Regions from separate parts of the Mus musculus genome. Here regions 1 and 3 are each linked to region 2. The links are chromatin contacts, called in public promoter capture Hi-C maps. All regions are on one chromosome and are shown on one strand. Each heading gives the region's core, a stretch centred on a gene start, on an enhancer-like site or on the middle of the called end of the contact. The rest is flanking DNA. Distances are from core to core; before and after follow the strand shown. Region 1 overlaps Gm33724 (a long non-coding RNA gene). Region 2 holds the start of Cdk15 (cyclin-dependent kinase 15). Region 3 has its middle 9.0 kb from the start of Gm33724.

Region 1 (3,437 bases), core at 927-3,426, 150 kb before region 2:
AGTGGGATTACAGGCATGTGCCGCCAAACCTGAATAAACTTTTCACTTTATTTTGTAATTTAATACCTATATGCCTTTATGATATAACAAAATAAATCAATATTCATACACAATGTGTAGTAGTCAAATCAGGGTAAAATAAGGATTTCTGTCTTCTCAAATAGTATTTCTATTTGCTGGAAAACATTGCTTGCTCTCTTTTTTAGATTTATTTATTTTTATGTGTATATGGGAGTTTTGCCTGCATGTATGTTTGCCCACCATGAGTCCCATGGAAGCCAGAACTGGACAAGAATTATGGATACTTGTGAGCCAGCATATGTGTTCTGGGAACCAACTGTATCTTCTGCAAAGACAAGTGTTCTTAGCTGCTTAGCCATCTCTCCAGTCCCTTCTCTTTTACTCTGAAACACTGTTGTAGACTGTGGTTAGCCAACTCTACAGTAGAACACCAGAACTTTTAAGTCTTTGTACCCAGCTCTGTTTTGTTGGCCTATAAACTGATTTCTTTCAGTTCCCATGTGATTCTGTACCTTTCCACTTTTTTAGTAACTGCTATCCCACTCTCTTGCTTAAGATCAATATTAAATCACTACAAACAAACAAATAAGAACATGAAGTAAGTCTCTCTGTGGCTGCCTAGTTTCACTTGTCCATCAGTCCTTTCATCTTTGGTGTAAGTGACAGGACTTCAGTTTTTTATGGCTCAGTAACAGTGTTAGGCACATATGTCTTACTTTCTTCATTCATTCACACTTTGATGGGCAGCTTGGTTGGTACCAGATCTTGGCTACTGGGAATGGTGCTGTGCTTAGCATAAGAGCACAGGTGTCTCCTTCATGTAAGAGTTAATTTCTTTGCATAAATACTTGGTTGTGAGAGTGCCAGTTCGTAGGGGAGTTCAAGGGTTCTCGACCTTCCTAATACTGTGAGCCTTTTAATACAGTTCCTCATGTTGTGGTGACTCTCAGCCAGAACATTGTTTTTGTTGCTACTTCATAACTGTCATTTTGCTACTGTTATTAATAGAAATGTTAGGCAAGATATCTGATATGTGACTCTCAAAGGAGTCGTGACTCACAGAGTTCTTGAGAACTGCCGGTGTAAAGAAACCTCCATAAGTGTTTTAGTTAGGATTTCTACTGATGCCATGACCAAAAACAACGTGCAAGAATGGGTTTATTTCACTTATTTATTATTTATTTATTTACATTCTACCCTACACTTTCAGGTAATAGTTTATAACTGAGAAGTCAGGGCAAGAACCTGGAGTCATGAACAGAGGCAAAAGCCATGGAGGGATGCTGTTTACTGGCTTGCTCCTCACAGCTTGCTCAGCCTGCTTTCTTGTAGAACCCAGGACCACCTGCCCAGGGGTGGCCCCACCCATAGTGAGCTGGGCTCCCCCACATCAACCATTGATCAAGAAAATACCCCTGCAGATTTGCCCCCAGGCCAGTCCTATGGAGACATTTTCTCAGTGAAGATCCCCTCTTCCCAGCTGTGACAGGAACCACCCAGCACAGTTTTCCAGTGGCCATTCCCACCGTGCATGTTTGAGTTTTCCTTCCTCTGTGTTCTCACCAGCATTTGCTACTTAGTCCTTTGAATCACAGCCATTGTGACTGGGTTGAGGTACTGGCTCTCTGTCCCTTTGATTTACAATTCTGCTTAGTGATACTGAGCGTCTTAATCTAACTTGGGGTCATTTGTGTGTCTTCAGACCATTTGCCAGAGTTTTGATTGGAGTTCTTCGTTGTGCTGTTCTTTAGTTATTATAATATCTGAATGTGTAGCCTTCTCTGTTGGACAGTTTGCAAATAACTCCTCTCAGTGTGTGGGTTGTCCCTTCACTCTGATACCCGTTTCCCTCACTGTGTAGAAGCCTCTTAGTTGGATATAATCCCATTAGTATGTTTTTACTTTTGCCTGTGGTTTTGGGAGTCTTATCCTAAAAGTATCTACTCTGATCACATGTCTTGAAGCATTTCCTTTGTGTTTTCTTCTAGTAAGTTCAAAGTTTCAGGTCTTAATTTAAGTCTTTGATTCTTTCGAGTTGTTTTTTGTATATCATGAGAGGGAGGAATTTAGGTTTCATTCCACATGTACTGCCTGACTCTTGCCCAAAAAAATGTTGTGGCAGCCACATTCTCAGCAGTGGGTGGGAAAGCCAGTCTCCCCACACCCTCTCTTTTGGAAAGCAGTTGTTGATTACCAAGCAGACTTGCTTATAGGGACGCAGTGAGCCCGTATCAGTTAATTACTTTCAGATATGTGACACCCACAGGACATCTGCTCTTAAGTGACAGCTGAGACTGGCCTGGTGAGACTCTGGCGTTCTGCCAAAGCTCTGGAACCTGACTTCTGACTCGTGACCTTCTTGCTGCTCCTTAGATGGTTTCTGCAGCTCGTTTCACCGATACACCCACAGTGACAGACCTTGTCCAGCCTGTGCTGACTGACTGATGGAGCTTCTTAGAACATTCCCCACGTTTCTCAAGCTTGTCCTTGGAATATTCTGGAAGCTTTTCTTCCTTTCTCCCTCCTTCCCTTCCTTCCTTCCTTCCTTCCTTCCTTCCTTCCTTCCTTCCTCCCTCCCTCCCTCCCTCCCTCCCTCCCTCCCTCCCTCCCTTTCTTCCTTCTTTCCTTTCTTCTTTCCTTCCTCTATCTTTCTGGTGACAGTAGAGCATGGTAGATTCTGGGTTTGAATCCTGCTTTTAACTGTGTGACCTTGGGCAGGTGACTTTCCCTTTCTGTTCATTGGATTTGTTTCTTCATGTGCCAAAATGGGAGTAATAATCATATCTGCCCCACTGTTCTTGTGAGGCCTAGGGCAGGTGAAACAGACAAAGAGACCTTTGTGGGAACAAGAGATACAGGTTCTCACACCCTTAATCCACAAAGCCTGCTACCCACCAGGAATCTCTCTTTTCTTGTCAACAGTGAATGAAATGTGACGGTCCCTCCGATGTCTGCTCTCTTATCTTATCGAGAGAGAGAGAGAGAGAGAGAGAGAGAGAGAGAGAGAGAGAGAGAAACAACACCCCTCTAGATACGGGAGGATGCCAAGATGTCTCCAAGGATGAGCTGCCGCCGATCTGTATCTTACATGAGAAAAATCTCCTTAAAGTTTGAGGAAGAGATTTCTTTAAAAATACCATCTTCACGACTAACAAAAATCACCCACATCAGACCACTCTGACAGCTGATAAGAAGCCTGCTCTCTGTCAGTCGCAACTCGAGTCTCCCGAAATCAGTGCAGGCCTCTTCCTTAACCCATTTTTCCTTTAATTAGAACTTTTTGCCTGAGACTTTCTGATCTAGATTTAGTTTTTATTTCCATAATAACTGGGACACACACACACACACACACACAAAAAGCCGGGCGTGGTGGTGCAGATTTCTGAGTTCGTGGCCAGCCTGGTCTACAAAGTGAG
Region 2 (3,504 bases), core at 360-2,859:
ATGTGTATGTGTTTGTGTATATGTCTGTGTCCATGTCCATGTGTGTCTGTCTCTGTGTCAGTGTCTGTCTGTCTGCATGTGTGCCTGTGTATGTCTGTCTGTGTGTTGTGTGTGTATACCTGTTTGTGCATGTGTGTGTGTGCATGTTTGTATGTGTATGTGTCTGTCTGCATGTGTGCCTGTGTATGTCTGTGTGTTGTGTGTGCATGTCTGTTTGTGCATGTGTGTGTGTATGTGTGCATGTTTGTATGTGTATGTGTCTGTCTGCATGTGTACCTGTATATGTCTGAGTGTTGTGTGTGCATGCCTGTTTGTGCATGTGTGTGTGTGTGTGTGCATGTTTGTATGTGTATGTGTATGTGTGTGTCTGTATATGTGCCTGTGCATGTGTGTCTGTGTGACTGTCTCTCTGTGTGTGCATGTGTGTGTATGTCTGTGTATCTGTCTATGTGTAAGTGCACTTGCAAGCCCACACAGGCATCCCTGGAAGGTGAGGGCTAGCTTCCCTAGACAGGCACCCATGAAATTCTCCTTGATGCCTGTCAGCAGTTCACTCACCCATGGCAACCCCTGCCTCAGATTCTCTTCCTGAAAAGAATCACTGTTACTCCGGGGCCTTTTACTCTTCAACTTCTGGGCACTGGCAGCCTCCAGTCCCCTGGGGTGAAATGAAGCCGTGGAACTGGATGCTTCTGTTAGCTAGAGGAAAAGAACGTACAGGAGCAAAATGTGTACAAAGTCACAATGTGATGGCTGGCAAAACCTTTTCTTTGTTTTATTTGCCTGTTTTTGGTTTGTTTGTTTGTTTGTTTGTTTTTGGTTTGATTGTTTGTAAGCTTCCCACACCCCTGAAAGGCAGGTTTCCTGAAAGTCAGATCTCTTAGAGACAACCATGGTACCAATTACTGAAATACTAAATTTTTCCTTCACCTACACAGTTTAACCCAGTCTCCTTAAGGGTGTCTCCCAATTTCTTCATTTAACTCAGTTTCCTCCGTACCTGCCCACCTTCCTTGGTACTTAATGTAATGCCTTAGAATAATTTAGTAAGATACTGCTAATAATCACGAGCTAATTACTGAAACTGAGAATCCACAGCGGACCTACCGGTATGGCAGCTTGCCCTCTACAGTTCAGCCCTGCAATTTAGTGGCTCAGAGACGTCCAGAGAAGAACCACTTTCTCTATTTCAAGTCAAAAGCGGCCAAACCCAAGGCTTATTCCCCTCTTCTGGTTTACAAGTACATCCCCAAACTTGATAACTACAACCATAAATCCTCTGTGACTTTAATAGAATTTTCTTTTTATGAGTTTAGACCTACCGCAGAGGAATAAGACTCTGTTACAAAAGGGAGTGTCTGTCTGAATTGCTTGGTTTACTAATAAAGAAAGATGCTCCTCCCGGGATACGAGTACCTCGAATACAGCAGGCTCGGTGCTTCCAGGCTGGCTTCTCTGACAGCTGTGCGCCTCCCCTCCCTCCGAACGGTGGTAGCAACTGCATCCTGGCTGTAGCCTCTTTGCACACAGCTCTTGACCCATACTAGCCCAGGTTCAAGGAGAAAACCCGCCCTTGAACCTCTTCCCACCCGCCTCTTCTCATTTGCTCCCCCTCTGCCAGAGGTCAGCAGAGAGGAGCTTCTCTGTGACTCACACGAGGGCTCTGCCTGGAGCAGTCTCATGACTTCAGCAGTTTTAGCTCATCAGTGCAAAGAATGCATCAGAACCGCAGCAGCTAGCGCTCATGTGTGCACACTCAAAAACAAGGAGGCTCTGCCCGAGAGAATACAACTGGGCACACTGGAGTAAGCTCTCTCTCACTCCAGCCACAAGTCAGTTCTGTGGATACACTCGCTTTCCCAGAATGTGCATAACCCTAGTGTTTATTGGCCTACCCTGGGGCTAAAGTGGTCATGCTGAGGGGTGTTCTATCCCTTGCTTTCATCTGAAAGCCTCTTGGGTTTCAAACTTGTTTTTCTTTTGAGGCAGTCTCTCCCAGCAGCCCAGCTAGTTTCCAAGTGGAGGTAATCCTCCTGCCTCAGCTTCTCCAGTCCCGGGATTGCAGATGAGAGCCATCTGACTCAGATTGGTTTTTCCAACATTAAAATGAGTTTGCAAACTAGCCAACTTTTAGAGTCAAAGGAACCACAGAACGGTGGTATGGAAAGAGAGCTGAGGATTCTGACTCCTTCTCTGCCTCCAAACGAAAGTCAATCTCAGTCTGACAGGGCAAAGCTATTCCTTCAAACACTAGTGATTACCTGTGTTGCTAATACTCTACAAATAGTGGAGAGTCAGGGTGGAGAGCGGAGTTTGAGCTGGGTATGATGGACCCAAGACCTCTGGAAGAGCAGACAGTGCTCTTAACTGTTGAGCCATCTCCCCAACCCCCAGTGGCACACTTGTAATCTCAGTACTTTGGAGACTGAAACAGCAGGGTGATGAGTTCAAGACTAGTCTGGACTACATAATGAGATTCTTTTCAAATTTCAAATAAAGAGGAAACAGAAACTGTGTGAGAGTGTGGTGTGTGTGAGTGTGGTGTGTGTGAGAGTTTGGTATATGTGTGAGTGTTTGTGTGAGAGTTTGTGAGAGTGTGGTGTGTGTGAGAGTGTGATGTGTGTGTACATGCACATATCTCCTCATTCCCCCATTCCTCCCTTCCTTTCATATCAGTATAATTAATGTTTAGTGTCTATAAATACTATATTAGTACTTGGCATTTCTAGGAATCTAATCTGGATCAAACTGCTTTGTAGTCTGTGATTGTAGATAGAACTCTTTTTCTATGAGAGGTGCATAATATTATTTCCATCATAATATGTCAATCACAATAACATACACAACAATATGAGAAAGGGGGCTATGTGTTATCACAACAGTACCCTGGATAGTTAACTTCTGAACTTTCCTCCGTTAAATCTTTACTTTTATGTGATCTAATTGTAGTGGTTTGAATAGAAATGGCCCCCATAGACTCATACATTTGAATGTTTGGCCCATAGGCAGTGAAGGCATTAGGAGGTGTGGCTTTGTTGGAGTAGGTGTGCCTTTGTTGGAGGAAGTGTTTCATTGTAAAAGTGGTCTTTGAAGTCTCATATGCTCAAGCTAGCCCCAGTAGTCTCCTGCTGCCTGTGGATCAAAATGTAGAACTCTCAGCTCTTTCTCCTGCACCATATCTGCCTGCACATCACCACCATGCTTCTTGCCTTGATGCTAATGGACTGACCCTCTGAAACTGTAAGCCAGCCCCAGCTAAGTGTTTTCCTTTATAAGAGTTGCGATGGTCACGGTGTTTCTTCACAGCCATGGAAACCCTAAGACATTAACCTTGAGCATATATTTTAAGTTTTATTTCAAAATAGCTACAAGCAAGCAAGCAAGGTATAGGGTCCATGCCTTCATTGTCAGCACTTGGGAAACAAGCAAGACGATTGCCATGAGTTAGAGGTCAGTCTGGGTTCCAGAGTCAAAACAAAGACAAAAAGAGAAACAATTTGCTAC
Region 3 (3,687 bases), core at 1,137-3,636, 170 kb before region 2:
TACTTTAATTAAGTTTGTTAAAGATATGATTTCCACTGTTCAATTGATGATTCTCAAATAACAACACCAGCCCATAGAAACATTAAAAACATCTCAAAGATTCAAGATGGCCCATTACTGAAGGGGGATAGGTGAGAGTGATAAGATAGGCCGACTCTATGACAGGTTTCAAATAGTCCAGGAGACTAGGCCTAAGAACTGGGCAAGTCCAGTCAAGCCCAGCCAAGTCAGTTACTAGAAAAAAAACCCAGTCTCCAGCCCCCATGCTCCAATGATTCTGGAATGCCAAGAGAGTGAATAAAATAACTCTCACCTAACCCGGAATTCCCCTAATATGCTTTAAATCGGGCCTATAAGCTCATTTTGGACAACCCCCACCCCATGATGGCCTTCTGCAGAATAAAACGCTCCTTGCTCTCACACACTATTTGAATATGAGATATCATTCTTTGACAAACAACAGACTGTTACACTTGTCTCTTTCATTTTTCTCCCTGGCTGACTACTTAACCCAAGGAATGCTAGGATGTTGACAGTGATGGGCATACGTGGTGGCCTGTCTCAGAATCATAGAGCAATTGAGATGGGTGCTAGCTCTCTGTGGGAAGTAGGGTCCTTGATACAGCATGTGTTAATTGAGTTCAAAGTACCTCACTCAACAGCCTACAAAACGAGTAAAACAAGTTGGAATAGAGAGTGATGACCATTCACCTGGTAGGAGGAGTAATTCATGATCCCTCAGTGGTTGGGATGGGGGTGGCAGTAGGGAACACAAAGGGGCGTGAGCCATACTGATTCAGTCAGTGATGCTGTCAGAGAAGGTCAGTCCCAGTGAAGATGACCTCATTCTCTTTCTAACTCCTACTGTAAGACTTCACGAAAGTCTTGGGCCAGGGCAGCACATTCTTCCTTTGGAACCCTTCCCACTCTCCAGAGTTCTTTCTTACTTTTCTTTTCTAAATCTATATTGATATTCCTGACTCTTTATCTCCATTCCCTTATTCTTCTTGAGATAATGAACGGGGAAGCTACTGGTTCTAGCTGGCTTGGGTGGCTCTTAATTGTCAAGCACCCTAGTTAAACTCTGTGTGGTAAACTCACCAAGAGCTGAGAGAGGATCCATCTCACTCTAAGAATCCATGCAATCATGAGGACATGTAGACATGGACTAAAGAGGCTTAAAGCCTTGAGATTGTGGATGTTAGAAGAAAATTAGTCCTTGTAACATCCCTCAACCCTTTACATCTCCGAATTACCTTCTCTGACCTCATTTCCTGTCTCTCTTCCCATTCCTCGTCTGCTGCAGGCATGTTGGCCTTTTCCTTGCTCCTTGAGTACACTGAATATGATTCTAGGCTCAGGCATTTGTACTGGCTCTTTCTTTTGTCTGAAACGATTTGCCAAAATCTTTAGCAGTGTCCTTATCTCCTCTGAGTCTGTCCCAACAGCACATTGTCACTTACTAAAGCTCCAGCCTCTAGGCTCCTCTCCCTGAGTAGAGGGACTTTTGTTTTGTCTACCTGCCAGAGTTTGGGCAAATAGTAAGATTCCCAAAGCATGTTTCTTTAAGGCAGCAAACTCCTTGGATATGCTTCTTGGTGCAGGAGAGAGCGAGTCATTACTGATAGGTAGGGCTTATGGAATGAGGTCATAGCCAAGGTTACTTAGTTAATTAATGCCAGGAGCAGGGCTTGAACTCAGGGCAGAGAAAATATCAACCTCCAGATACTCCTTAGTCTGTGACCTTAGGAAACCTTTACAAAACCCAACTTCCTCACATGTAAAATGTGAGGAAGAATCAGAAGAAAATCAGATCATTTCTCCTCACAGAAACTTTAAAGATGGAAAAGTCTGGAGATTGGAAAGATGGCTCAGTAGTTAAGGGCAGCTACTGCTCTTGTAGAGGACCAAAGTTCAGTTTTCAGAACTCACAACTGCCTGCAACTTCAGTTCCTTTGAGGATCAGACACAGGCCTGTGTGTGCATCCCTCCCCCACCCCACCCCCCACACACATACACACATTCACACAATTAAAATAATAAAATCTCAAAATCAGACTCAATAGAAGCAAAGATGAAAGGGCATATAAGTTCAGGGCTCTCCTCAAGGCTGTTTCTTCAACTAAACCTTTCCTGGTTGCCTAAAGCAGTCCCTTAGACAGTTCTGGATTGAATGAAAAGAGTTGACTCCAGTGAACTCAGAGGTCAGGCAACACAAAGAACAAGAAAGGAGAACATGATGGAAGGCAAGAAGGAGCTGAGAAGGAAGGTTGGCAGTGTAGCCGTGGTCTTGGGAATGTAGCAGCTTTGATCCAAATACTCCCTGCTCCAACTACTACAACTGCTACAGATGTCCCACACAACAGGGTTCAGTGGTGTGTGGAGGCCTCCTGTGGCCAGAACCTCACAGTGATGCACTGTTTCCATCACTGTGGCCGCCTGTTGAGCGTGGAGAAGCCACAACGATAAAGCAAAGGAGAGCTTCGAAGTATCAGAGCACAGGAGAGGTAGGGAGAAGGCCTCCCAAAAACCAGGCTCTTAAACCCAGTCTGTGTTTGGAAGTCAGCAAAGCAGCCATATGCAGCAGTTAGCCACCCAGAACAGCTGTCATTAGCTGACTTCTGTTGGATGACAGTGGCTGATGTGGGGACTTAGTGACTCGGCCCTATTGACTGTGGAAGCTCTGTATGCAGATTGGATTTAGGGAACTTTCATTGTTATACAAATGTGTGAATTAGAGTAGGTGTGGTTCCCTCAGGATTGCTCTGCCAACACTTAATGCACCACCCCCAAAAAGCTCAAAGCAAAGCAAAAAAAAAAAAAAAAAAAAAAAGCCCAAAAATGTATTTAACAAATGAGTGTTCCACTGAAAATCCATCAAGCACACGTAGGGTAAAGTCCAAAACAGGGTTCATCCTTTGGGCACCTCTAGGCCATCCCACAGCCTGGAAGCCCTGAAGCCTACATCTACCTCCTCCAACATCCTTCATCTGAATCAGGGGATGAGATCACTGTCTCGAGGACAATCTGATCTAGGAGCTAAGAGCGACTTTGACCACTTTTAGAGTGAAAAACTAAAAAGATCGTATTTTATGACAACTAAAGATGATAGGAATTTAGACTTCAGCATCCACGATTCAGATTTTTCTGGAACACAGCCATACTCATTTGTTTTCCTGTTGCTTATGACCAGCTGTGCTACAACAGGCAGAACTGGGTAGTTAGAACCCAGACCGCCTAGCCTGAAACCTTCCGAGTGCTAATCAGCTTTGTGTACTTTACGTACTTTCCTTTTGGTTGGCAGTGTTGGAGGTTCCAGTCCCTTGTCAGTTGGCCTGTTGCTTTTGGGGCTGCAGTGAGGGCCAGTACGTAGTAGGGAGGAGGGGAGGAGGAGGAAGGAGGGGAGGAGGGGAGGAGGAGGAAGGAGGGGAGGAGGGGAGGAGGGGAGGAGGGGAGGAGGGGAGGAGGGGAGGAGGGGAGGAGGGGAGGAGGGGAGGAGGGGAGGAGGAGGAAGGAGGGGAGGAGGGGAGGAGGGGAGGAGGAGGAAGGAGGGGAGGAGGGGAGGAGGGGAGGAGGGGAGGAGGGGAGGAGGGGAGGAGGGGAGGAGGGGAGGAGGGGAGGAGGGGAGGAGGGGAGGAGGGGAGGAGGGGAGGAGGGGAGGAGGGGAGGAGGGGAGGAGGGGAGGAG

Evidence for each region. Promoter capture Hi-C pulls out the DNA fragments that hold promoters and counts their contacts.
Region 1: a contact with region 2 is called in a promoter capture Hi-C map of the C10 cell line. The contact joins the enhancer-like site here to the promoter of Cdk15 in region 2. A contact is called at or near these places in 12 of 39 promoter capture datasets (the 3T3-L1 cell line, the C10 cell line, the HPC-7 cell line and 7 more), 9 of 484 Hi-C or Micro-C datasets (the N1E-115 cell line, Sertoli cells, cumulus cells and 5 more), 2 of 115 datasets of contacts at active chromatin or transcription factors (both in embryonic stem cells) and 3 of 9 other capture datasets (adipose tissue, macrophages and pancreatic islet).
Region 3: a promoter capture Hi-C map of embryonic stem cells shows a contact between it and region 2, with 2.4 times the contacts expected there. The contact joins the enhancer-like site here to the promoter of Cdk15 in region 2. A contact is called at or near these places in 18 of 39 promoter capture datasets (the 3T3-L1 cell line, 3T3-L1-derived adipocytes, the C10 cell line and 13 more), 1 of 15 datasets of contacts at CTCF or cohesin (large pre-B cells), 12 of 484 Hi-C or Micro-C datasets (the C2C12 cell line, the G1E-ER4 cell line, the HL-1 cell line and 7 more), 4 of 115 datasets of contacts at active chromatin or transcription factors (all in embryonic stem cells) and 3 of 9 other capture datasets (adipose tissue, embryonic stem cells and macrophages).

Annotation. Positions count from the first base shown.
Region 1 is chr1:59,408,675-59,412,111 of GRCm38.p6, reverse strand. All of the region lies in intron 2 of Gm33724 (a long non-coding RNA gene), which reads left to right. Among named protein-coding and RNA genes, the nearest start is that of Gm33724, 8.5 kb to the left of the region's middle. Within about 2 kb of position 2,176, at least 47 of the 459 cell types and tissues checked have an H3K27ac peak or open chromatin away from gene starts, as enhancers often do. A contact at or near this core is called in the N1E-115 cell line and hippocampal neurons, where this site is marked.
Region 2 is chr1:59,255,011-59,258,514 of GRCm38.p6, reverse strand. It overlaps Cdk15 (cyclin-dependent kinase 15), which reads right to left and starts at 1,609. Exons shown (of 14, transcript NM_001033373.3): 1 at 1,417-1,609; 2 at 559-699. The coding sequence starts at 1,542.
Region 3 is chr1:59,426,055-59,429,741 of GRCm38.p6, reverse strand. No RefSeq gene overlaps it. Among named protein-coding and RNA genes, the nearest start is that of Gm33724, 9.0 kb to the right of the region's middle. Within about 2 kb of position 2,386, at least 24 of the 459 cell types and tissues checked have an H3K27ac peak or open chromatin away from gene starts, as enhancers often do. A contact at or near this core is called in embryonic stem cells and liver, where this site is marked.